2 separate regions of the Mus musculus genome follow, and region 1 is linked to region 2. The links are chromatin contacts, called in public HiChIP or PLAC-seq maps. All regions are on one chromosome and are shown on one strand. Each heading gives the region's core, a stretch centred on a gene start, on an enhancer-like site or on the middle of the called end of the contact. The rest is flanking DNA. Distances are from core to core; before and after follow the strand shown.

Region 1 (5,560 bases), core at 2,037-4,536, 280 kb after region 2:
AGCTCTCAGCTTGAGGGGCAGAGAATGAAAATGGGACAAATATAATATTAAGGAACTTACATAGTTTGGCCATGACAGTGGTGGACGATCAGTAGCCCAGGCTTGGGTGCTGGTGCAGCCGGGATTGTAAGGATGTAGCCGTTGATTAACTCAGTTCCTGGAGGGCTCTCCCTAGCAGCCAGGGGAGCCTGATCACCACTCCCAGCTTCCTCCCTGGGCTCTCTCCGCCTCATCTGGATTGGAGCTTACTCTCTTCACCATTTCTTTTTTTTTTTTTTAAGATTTATTTATTTATTATATGTAAGTACACTGTAGCTGTCTTCAGACACAGCAGGAGAGATGGCTCGGTGGTTAAGAGCACTGACTGCTCTTCCGAAGGTCCGGAGTTCTTCGCCATTTCTAAGAATCCTGTGTAGGCCCTGTCACCTTGGGCCAGTGACACCCTGGCAGGCCTAGTGAGCCTGGCTTTGCTCTGCTCACCTGGGATGCAGCTGCCCCCGGTTTTGCCTGCAGGTGCTTCCTTTGCACCCCTGCCTGGAGACTCTGCCAAACCATCCCCAGGCTGGGGTCATTTGGGTAGCGCTGCTTTCTCAGAGGAACTAATGGCAGAGGCCCCACGAGGAAAATGGGTCTGGAAGGGCCTCTGCCTTTGGTCTTGGGGTTTGGGGTGGGATTGGCCTGTACATTGATGGAGATCCAGTCAAAGATGGGGTACCCTGGGATAGTGCCATGGCCTCCGCTCTCAAAGGTGGGGGGGCTGGCAGATGAAGCTGTGGCCTTGGCCCCCCAACAGCACAGCGCATTAATGATGGCACTGTGGCTTCCTGCCACATCTCTTCTTCTCTAGGGGCAGAGGAGCCCACTGGCTCGGGATGTGGACAGGCTTGCCCAGTTGCTCGCACTGACTGTAGCGAGCTTAGCGTTTGAGGCAGGTCTCCCCAGACAGCATGGTGTTCCCCACAGGCTCAGTGTAATGTGTGCTTCCTGTATGCAGGGACAGGTCAGGCCTCCTTAGTGTGGATTTCCCAGTGGAGTCTATCCACAGCTAGCACCCAGGCCCAGATCTTCAGCTTGGGGGGTGAAGCTCTGCCTCCTAATACCTGATGGCTGAGTCAACAGTACAGAGACTAGTGTTTGGATAGCAAACATCTAGTAGCAGCCTGGGCCCGCCCACAGCCACCCTCCTGCCCTGCTTGCAGAAATGTCCTCTGGAAAGGTCAGCCAGGAGCGGCTACATAATTTTCAGGGCCCGGGTGACAAATAGAAACATGGACCCTGTGTTGGAAAATGAGTAAGAATTTCAGGACAGTCATGTGAACATGTGACCAAGAGTAGGCCTTCTGAGTTGGGGCCCTACCTAGGTGGTGGTACCAGCAGCCCATCCAGAGGCACGGCAGGCCCAGTGGAGCCTGTCTTTGGTAGTTTGGAGTTTGACCTCCCCACCCTGGGCCTGCCCAGAGCCAAGGACAGCTTTGCTGTAGTGACTTCCATTTCTAAGGGGGAAAACTTCAGCTTCCCCTTCCTGTTCTCTCCTTGTCTCTCCCTCCCCTTTCTCTGTAAACTCTAGAGTTTGAGACTCTGCCCTCCTCTCCCAGCTTCCTTCCCCTGCCCCTCCTCCAGTTCACTCTTCTCTTTCCTTTGCTTTATCTAAGAGTGGAAAACCCTCGACTGGATTGATGTGTAACGTTTCCCAGCCATTCATCGGGTGCCATTCGATTTTAATGTTCTTTTTTAGTGACACCGGGCTCCTTGGGTTTCTCTGAAGTGGCTGGAGTGAATGTCCTCCTCACCAAGGGGCGTCCCTCCGGTGGCCTCTGGGTCTGTCCAGATGGTCTCTGCCCATCGGGAGCCTGGAATGAATTCTCATTGTTAGCACTTGCTCGCCACTCCTCCCTGCATTCAGCTGTCAACCCTACTGGCCACAGTGGAAAGAAAGCCTGTCCCAGTCCCTGGTGACAGAACAGACCTGGCCATCATTCTCAGGAAGAGCAGAGTCCACGCAGGCAGGGCCGTGCCACCGGGGACCGCAGTGGGGCGTGTGAAAGGTCAAGCAGCCACACCGGGACACTGCCCTGTCCCCCCAGATCGCCAGAATGTGCATGGCATCCGGCATGGTGGCGTGGACCTCTAATACCAGCACTTGGGAGGTGGGCACAGGAGAATTGCCACAAGTTGGAAGTGATCCAGGGCTTCTGTGAGGCTCCCCGAGAAAACAAAACTCACAAAACCAACAAACATTGGTGGCAAGGCTGTGCCTGTTGCTCAGTGGTAGGATGTTTACCTAGCCTGTACAAGGCTCCAGGTTTCATTCCTTGCACCTCAAGGTTGTGTGTGTGTGGCTTTCTGTCTTTCTGTGTGTGTCTGTGTGTCTGTCACAATGTTATATGACTTTCTTGCCTAAAGCTCTCCTGAGGTCCTGAGGCTCTCAGGAGGAACAAGGTGCTGGGTTCTTAATGACTCTTTCTCCAGCTTTTGTGCTCAGTTCCACACAACAGGAAACTCTCTGTCTTCTCTCTTGGAGAAGTGACTTGTGTTCCTGAAGAGACACTTGAGCCTTGAAGAATGCTGGTATCTGGGGAGGTGGAGACAGGGAGGCCACAGCACAGAAAGGTGAGGGTGCAGGGCAGGCTGAAGAGATGGGGGGGCTCTTGAGTGGCTGGAAGGGAAAGGACACTGGGTGGTGGGACAGAGGGCAGGGCTCTCAAGTTTACTTTCAGTTATTTGAAGGACCTTTCAATCTTACTGGGGTCTGGGGTAGGCCCAGTCTAGGTGGCTGCGTTCCCTGGAAATCCCCCACTGAGGCTTTGGGAAGGTGGCCCCGCTGCCTCGGGACTCTCCCATGGCTCTGGTGCACTGGACAAGGCCAATGGGAAGACTGCTTTGCCCTTGAGCACTGGGAGAGCTCTGAGCTGAGTAAGGTTCCCTAGAGAATCAGCTGAAAGAACCCTTGTTCTGAAGGGGGAGGCTGAGGCCTGATTACCACCAAGTACCGCCTCTGGGGAAAGCTTGCCACCATCTAGCTGCACCGGGAAGGTGGGGACAAACTCTGACCCGACACTTGTGGTTCCTGCCCTTAAAGTGCCGTGGACCCCACAGAACAGTGGGTCCAAAACAGGCTACAGGAATGGAAACAGGCTGTCTACGCGCTGAGAGATGAGCAGTGGGAGACCAGGTGCTGCCCCCCCCCCCCCCCCCAGAGAGGAAGCAGCTGAGGGTTCAGGGTCATCCCAGCAAGCCTGGGTGGCCAGTCTCCGTTCTGAGCTGAGCAGCAGAGCTACCAAGCCGTTGCCCACTCTGCAACTTCCTCTCTGTCTGCAGCAGCTGGGCTTCCCTGACAGGTCTGAGCGCTCACTTGCCTAGTCATCCCACTGTTTGGTCCATGTAGCATTTTTAATATCTGCCCTGCAGACTAGGAACACTGCAGCCTGCTTTACACACCATTGCTCTCCGCCATGGGCAGAAGAAACTAAAGCCAGGCCCAGTAGACCCAAGGAACAAGTCACAGCCTGCCCACAAGGCCTGATTTACTCATAAGGCTTCATTGTGAAATTGACTGACAGGTGACGCTCTATCATGGAGGTCCATCCCACATATTTGCTGTTCCTCAGAGCCAGGGCTTCCCACCTGGGATCTTGATCACACCTAGAAACATTGTTACTCAGCGATACCGTCCATTACATCATCCTTTGTGAATTTTCCTGCTTCTCTGAAAGTGTCTCTGGTGCCTCTTTCCTATCCGTGCTGTACATTTGGTTTTGTTTTTTAGCTTTTGACTCAGACCAGTCCCCCGTTCTCTCTCTCTCTCTCTCTCTCTCTCTCTCTCTCTCTCTCTCTCTCTCTCTCTGTGTGTGTGTGTGTGTGTGTGTGTTGTGTGTGTGTGTGTGTGTGTGAGAGAGAGAGAGACATTGTCTTTGAAGAGTCTGTGCAAGCCAGCTGTGTTGTAGAGGACTCTGGATTTGTCAGGTTGAGTACCTTCAAGTTGTTTACTGGTTTACAGCTCTGCTGAAAGGTGTATCCGGGAAAATTGCAAGGGGAAAAGGGATCGCCAGTTGGAGGCATGGCCTTTGTTTTTTACCTCCTGTGAGTCATGGAATGCTCTCTCCTGCTTCAGTTAACTTATTTATAGCTGGACCCAGCTGACCGGAAAGGTTATCTCACTGGGTCCATAGCCAACCTGGATGGCTGGGTGTGTGCTATCTTCATTTCATGGATAGGGGTTTAAGAGGTTGAAGCCCGGCCTACATCCAGGCTACGAGGCAGAAGTGGACAGGGCCCAGCCATGTGACATAAGGTAGGACTCCCTGCAGGGGCAGCTGGGGGCCAGCACAGAGTCACCCCAGCACAGCCCTGAGCCTGAGAATATCAGATGTAATCTAGCCGTAATTTTGAGCTTTGGTGACTGAAACCAGGTACTGTGGAGTACCTGCCCTGTATGGTCTCGTCTGGCGACCTTGCAACTTTAACCCTGCTCTTGCCTTGGCCATCAGCTGCCACACCTCTTTCATGCCCTGCACCTTGCACAAGTTGAGACCCAGGTGGCCACACCTGTTAGAGTTGGGTCCAAAGGCTCCTTGGTCAGGGCTGTGTCCCATGGAGCACACTGGGGTGTTGCCTGACATTTCTACAGTCCCGGAGGTTTTTGGTGTGCTTTGCATTTCTCCACTCCTCTGGTGGAAAGGAGACGCTATTCAGGTGGAAATGGCACCAAGCATGCATTAGACTTAAAAGATGGGAACTATTGAGGCCCTAGCTGACTTGCTGGCAAGGGAGAAGGTACCAGTGTGCATGTGAGACCCAGAGCCTCTTAGGCACGGTGGCCATGATGCCAGGTGAGCCAGCAGGCTCTGCTGGGGGCTTGTGAGGAAACCCAGACCTCAGGCATACACGTGTGCCATCGAGAGCTCCATGGTGTCACTAGTCCTCCCAGCATTCCTGAGGAGCTGGTCCCAGTGTGGTCTCTGGTCATGCCTCTTCCTCCCAGGGTGACACCCCAGTGCTTCAGTCTCTTTGAGAACACATGCCCACACTGTAGGCTTCCCCCCCACACACACACACACGTACCACCACTGCCCACCCTCTTGTATATGAGGAATCTCCTTCATGGCATCCTACCGCATTTTCCTTCTTCATAAAGTCATATTTTTGGGTTAATTTTGCTCACCGTCAAACTGAGTACCAAGCTATGATTGTTTTTGTTACTTATTTCAAAAAGGGATTGAAGGGCCGCAGAGATGGCTCGGGGTAAAAGCCCCCGGGTTTGGTTCCCAGCACCCACACGGTAGCTCACACCTGTCTATAGCTCCAGTCAGTTCCCGAGGATCGGACACACTCCTCTGTTCTCCAAGGGCACCAGGCACACAGTGTACAGATACACATGCAGGCAAAACACTCATGCACAAAAAATAATACAAGACTTTTTAAGAGTGTAGATTACAGTCTCTGAAGGTCCCACCGAATGACATTTTTCTGTCCTCGTCTCAAACTCCTCCCAGGACACCAAGAGGTCAGGACCCAATTGTGGGCTGTTTTTCTCTGTCATCTCAGAAGTAGCTGTGTTTTC
Region 2 (5,912 bases), core at 1,325-3,824:
CACATACAGAAAGAGAAGAAAGGGAAGGGAAGGGGGACAGAGAGGAGGGAGGGCTTTACTCCATTTCCCGCGTGACTGTGGCCATACCTGCTGTTTCTCACTTAGAAAATTAAACTGTTTTCTTGTGCCAGGGCTGTGCTCTAGCGCCTCCTTTTGTATTATAATAATTGTTTTTTTTTATATTCTTAGAGAATGTCATGGGTATACACATTATATTTTAATCATATTCATCTTCCACTGCCTTGCTCCACATCCTCAGACACGCCCTCCCCCACATCCCCATCCAACTTTGTGTACTTTGTTGTTGGTTTTTTAAACCTACTGGGTCCAGTTAGTTCTGCTCATGTGCACATTGCTGTGGAGCCATTTTTTTAGAGCATAGGGAACCTGGCAGAGGCTACATCACAGGAGAAAAAGGACGTTCCCTCCCAGTATCTTCTCAGATGAGGGTGGCCTCTGCACCCTTCTTCACGCACACTGCAGTGCTGATTGGCTTGCTCTGTGCTGTCCCTGTGTATGGAGCCACAGCTGGGGTGAGTTCCTGGGGACAGTGTCCCTGTCACGTCCAGAAGACGGTGTGTTACACTGGTCTCTGGCGCTTGTGAACTTTGCACACTTCTGCCTTGATGTTCCTATGCCGTGGTGGGAAGGGAGTGACAGACATGTGGATTTGGGGCTGAACAGTCCATATTCATGTATGTAGAAGTCAGTTTAATACTATGTCCATTTAGCAATACGGAGTGTTGTTGGGGAGTGGGGGTATCTGGTACTCCTTCTTGACAAACATTTCAAAAGGAGGTATCCCACATCTAGCACTGGGCTCTTGGCCTGAGCACTGTCTATCTGTCCAGAGCCCAGTGATTTTAAATAAAGTCTCACTGGAACACAGCTTCACAGATAATCGGTGGCCGCTTGTGTGTCTCCATGGCAGTGGTTGTAATGGAGAGCCCGTGACTTTTCAGGTATGAGTTGTTTACTCTCTGGCCGTTTATAGGAAATGCCCGTCTGCCACTGATTTCATTCTCTTCTCCGTCGCAGATGGCTATTGCGGGTGGATGTCTTATCCTTTATTCACTTCACCCTCCCCAACCCTTTGCTTGCTTTCCTTTCTGTTCACAAAGCCCAATGAACAGACGCAGGCTCCCTGAAGGAACAGGAGTCTCACTTCACGGGGCATCTCAGGACGCTATAAATCCTTGACGGTTCCCACAGTGGCCTGGCTGCTTATTTTGGGTGGGAAGAGGTCAACTGTGGGTTGCTCGTCTCATCCCTGGCCTGACTTTCCGGAGCGTCCCAGATGATAGGTTTATCCCCTTCCAAGACTTATCTCATAAAAAGTAGCCTCTGAGCTTCTGTGGTTTCTTCAGTCAGGGGAACACCCATGAGGTTCATCAGAGTCTCTCCCCTTTCTTCATTTAGACCTCTCCCTCAGGAAGTACAATGGCCAAGATATAGAGGTTTAAGACCAGACAGGCCTAGGTGTGAACTTTGACTCTCCCATTTACTAGCTAGGAGACAAAGGCTGGGTCACCCTTTCAGTGCCTGTCCCTAAGCTCACGGATACAGAGCATCTACCACTGCTGAGCCATGTTGCGGGTATTTTGAGTAGGCCTAACTTCTAGGGCTTGTAGGTTTTAGGTAAGATAATAAATACCAAGTGCCAGACATAGTGTGTGTCTTAGTGTTCTATTGCTGTAAGAGACCATGACTAAGGCAAGTCTTATAAAGGGAAGCATTTAACTGGGGGCTGGCTTACAGTTCCAGAGGCTTAGTCCATTATCATCATGGCAGAGAGCATGGAGACAGGCAGGTGTAGTTGGATAAATAGACAAGAGCTACATCTTGATCGCCAAGGGGAAAAAGAGACGAACGAGACACAGAGAGAGACAGACAGTCAGAGAGGAGTGAGGGTCTGGTGTGGGGTTCTGAAACCTCAGAGTCCACTCACAGTGACATACTTTCTCCAACAAGACCACACCTCCACATTTTTCTAATCTTTTCAAATAGTATCACTCCCTGGTGACTAAGCCTTCAAATCTCTGAGCCTGTGGAGGCCACCCTTATTCAAACATGGACAGACATGTGGATTTGGGGCTGAACAGTCCATATTCATGTATGTAGAAGTCAGTTTAATACTATGTCCATTTAGCAAACTACGGAGGTCAGTGGACTGTTCAGCCCCAAATCCACATGATGTTTAGCCCATCAGTAGGTACGCTGTCCCCTTCTGTTAAAATCAGAATGTCTGAGGGCTGGAGAGATGAGTCAGAGGTTAAGAGCTCTTGCAAAAGACTGGGGTTTGATTCTCAGCACTCACAGGGTGGCTTACAACTGCCTGTAATCCACTTCCAGAGGAAGTGACATTATCTTCTGGCCTCTGGGGCACTGCATGAATGCAGTGAACACACATATATGCAGGCAAAACCCCCATACACATAAAGTGAAATAAATCTAAAACAGTTGAGAGAGAGACAGACGCAGAGAGAGACAGAGAAAGAGACAGACATGTGGGAGCCTGGGGAAATCCTAAATATGACCACTAGGTGGCAGCACAGTTCCCCTCTGCTTTCTATTTCGCAGGGCCAGCCTGCACTTTCCTCTTTGCCTGCTAGGCTAGCCACCACCCCTGAGCTGCACTCCAGCCCCCTGCCTGCTTTGCCCTTCTTTGCTGAGCAACTTAAGAGGCTCTCTGTATCTCACTTGGGGACGTCTGTTGCTTGATCAAGAAAGGAACGCGGTCTCATGGATCTTGGGAGAGGAAGGGACTCTGGAGGAGGGGCTGTTCGGCTGACACTGCGTGGGTCAGAGGTTTGGCAGCAATGCTCAGGAGCATTCTGGACCCTGGGGACCTGCGCTTCAGATAAATGTAGGGGAAAGTGTCACGATTTCTACACTGTACTTCCAAATGACTCAGGAGCGTATTTATAGAGACAGAAAGTAAAAATGGTAAGAGATGGTGAAATCCAGGGAAATGTTTATAGAGAGCCCAAGGGAACTAGAGCTGAGGTCAGCGAATGTGGGTGAAGGGCCATCGGACTCTGCACCCTTTTAACAGGCATGGAAGTTTTCAAAAGAAAAAGACAGGGAGAACTGATAAGCCATGACGATAGTCCCATCCTGGTTTTGAGTCAGGAAGAAGATGGGGGTGTGTATTTGTGGGACATGGGTACAGTGGGGCGGTGAGCAGGTGTGGTGGTTTTCCTTGTGTTTTCCTGTAGCTTTCCCACAGAACACCGCCATTGTTTTGGCAAACAGACTGCAAACAGTAGTGGAGTGCTTCCCAAGGCCATGGTCTGAGCTTGCTTTTGCTCCTGGAGTGGGCGGGGCTCTGTGGCCTCCCAGTTTAATCTTGCTTCCTTCCCCATCTTTCTATGCTCAGCCAGCCTTACTCCTTATAGGGTGACATTTCCCACTTTACCCAGAGGTCAGTAACATGACACCTGCCTGTGGGAGTTGACCCAGGGCCCCTGGACCACCAACCAGACCACCGCAGTCTGGGTAACTCACTTCCCTTCACCTTAACCAAGTGATCTTGTCATAGATACCTGATGAGAAGCCAGACATGGTGCCACCGTGCCACCTTAGCACTTGGGGTGCTGAGGCAGAAAGGTGGGGATTTGAGACCAGCCTAGCAAATGTAGCAAAACATTGTTCCAAAAACAGAAAGAGAATTGTATTTTTAGTGTGTGTGTATACATATTTATAAAACTTTGGAAAACATGAATATGCAAAAAAGTAAATTTAAATAACCCATACTCCCACCACCCCCACCCCAAGTCATCAGCACCACCATTGACATTCCTTCCTGGTCACTCAGCCTGGCATTTCACCAAGTTAAGGTCCGGTTTCATGCATGTGCTTGTGTCTGACTTTATATTGCTTCAGCATATGACTTTCTGTAGATGTGTGCATACATGTGCAGGGTCATATGAGGAGACATGTGTGTGGTGTCTATAGAGGCCAGCACCTCCGAGGCTATCCCTTCTTATTTTTAGTTACCGCTTACCTTGGGGACTTCCGGTCGGGTTATTTTGGCTTTTCCGTTTGATTTGTTTGGTTGATTTTGTTGTACTGGTGTGTATGGGTGCATCTACATGTGAGTTCAGTGCCCTGGGAAAGCGGAGTTGATCCCTTGGAGCTGGAGTTACAGGCAGTTGTGAGCCACCCGACTTGGGTGCTGGAAATGAAATGCAGGTCCTCTGCCAAGAGCAGTGCGTGCTCTTAGCCACGGAGACATCTTCAACCCTATTTGTTTGTTTTTGAGACAGAGTCCTTCACTGGCCTGGGGCTTGCCAGGCCGGGCAGGCTAGCTGTCCTCTGAGGCCCCAGGGGTCCTTTGTCCCTTACCTTCCCAGCACTGATCACATTTGTGCACTGTCACTTTACAGATGGAGCTGTCCCCTTAGCCCCTGGTTTTTAGTTTTGAGAGATATCATTATTGTGTCGGTCAACTTCCTGGCACTGTAACAAAATACCTCAGATGATTAACTTGTGAGTAGAAAAGGTTTCTTTGGCTCCTAGCTTTGTAGACTGTAGTTCATGGTCATTGGGCATTACAATGGGGAACACGGGACAGGATAAGACAGCCCTGCATGACAGACATTTTAGGCAAAAAGAGTAGGAAGAAAGGGCTTATACAGGGGGCTTCCTGCCCATGCCATGCCTGGAAACACCATGATTGATTAGCCAATACCAAAGGTTCCTACGTATCATGCCATTATAAAATTCACCTCTCCTGTCATCATTACCAGCTGGGTCATTATGAATGCTGTCTTTTTTTTTTTTTTTTTTTTTTGAGACAGGGTTTCTTTGTGTAGCCCTGGCTATCCTGGAACTCACTCTGTAGACCAGGCTGACCTCGAACTCAGAAATTCACCTGCCTCTGCCTCCCGGGTGCTGGGATTAAAGGCATGCACCGCCACGCCCGGCCCGGCCTTTTTAAAACTCTTAATGCCAAGCTACTGTTCCTTTCTTTCTTTTTTTCTTTTTTTTTTTTTTGTTAAAGATTTATTTATTTATTATGTGTAAGTACACTGTAGCTGTCTTCAGACACTCCAGAAGAGGGCATCAGATCTCATTATAGATGGTTGTGAGCCACCATGTGGTTGCTGGAATTTGAACTCTGGACCTTCGGAAGAGCAGTCGGTTACTCTTACCCACTGAGCCATCTCGCCAGCCCCATGAATGCTGTCTTGTCTGTGCTGCCCATCATAATGACTACCATCACCTTGTTTCTGAGATTCGATGCTGCCACCTGGCCCTTGCTACTCCGGGGCCCATCTAAATGCATTGAATTCATCCAGTAGAGCAGTAGCAGCTCCAACCCTAAGGTCTGGCACAGGGAAAGGGGCAACAACAAAGCTCTTCAAATGTGCTGGTGCCCCTCTCACCAGTTTGTGTCTTACAGGGCTAGTGAAGGGCACGTCTTCTGGGCCTTCCCATTGTGGACATGAGGTTTTACACAATGTATCCACTCTGCATTGAAGTTTCCCTGAGCCCTACAAGCCCTTTGTCAACACTCAGCCAAGGGATGTCAGGCGTCTCCAACTCCTTTTCTGTCAGTAGGCCATCTTTTGATAAATGCTTCAGCCAACCAATTAAACAAACCCTTGACACCTTTTTAATTGTGGGAGCTTCCATATTAAATCTAGAATCTCGACTACAGTGGGTCCACGTCAATGAACTCAGTTCCTTCCACCATTATCCCACACCCTTAAAGTCCATTCCCACACACACTCCCCAGACTTCTGCTTGAATGAATTAGCAAACTCACTAAGCTCCGTAGTAGTGTAGCACACTTCCTCACGGACTACACTTTCTACCTCCCCTCCAGGGGCCTGCTTGGCCTTGAGTCTGGCTGTAGGTCTAGAAGAAACTATTGGTGGGCCTTGACGAACATCAGTATTGTATTG

The links. HiChIP or PLAC-seq counts read pairs in DNA pulled down with a chosen protein or histone mark.
Region 1: an H3K27ac HiChIP or PLAC-seq map of trophoblast stem cells shows a contact between it and region 2, with 4 times the contacts expected there. The contact joins two enhancer-like sites. A contact is called at or near these places in 5 of 39 promoter capture datasets (the 3T3-L1 cell line, the SN4741 cell line, cranial neural crest and 2 more), 2 of 115 datasets of contacts at active chromatin or transcription factors (bone marrow-derived macrophages and trophoblast stem cells) and 2 of 9 other capture datasets (embryonic stem cells and pancreatic islet).

Annotation. Positions count from the first base shown.
Region 1 is chr7:80,056,050-80,061,609 of GRCm38.p6, forward strand. All of the region lies in intron 1 of Zfp710 (zinc finger protein 710), which reads left to right. It overlaps Gm51449 (a long non-coding RNA gene), which reads right to left and starts at 250. Exons shown (of 3, transcript XR_003946651.1): 1 at 61-250. Within about 2 kb of position 3,287, at least 107 of the 459 cell types and tissues checked have an H3K27ac peak or open chromatin away from gene starts, as enhancers often do. A contact at or near this core is called in bone marrow-derived macrophages and trophoblast stem cells, where this site is marked.
Region 2 is chr7:79,778,172-79,784,083 of GRCm38.p6, forward strand. All of the region lies in intron 17 of Wdr93 (WD repeat domain 93), which reads left to right. Among named protein-coding and RNA genes, the nearest start is that of Mesp1, 12 kb to the right of the region's middle. Within about 2 kb of position 2,575, at least 108 of the 459 cell types and tissues checked have an H3K27ac peak or open chromatin away from gene starts, as enhancers often do. A contact at or near this core is called in bone marrow-derived macrophages and trophoblast stem cells, where this site is marked.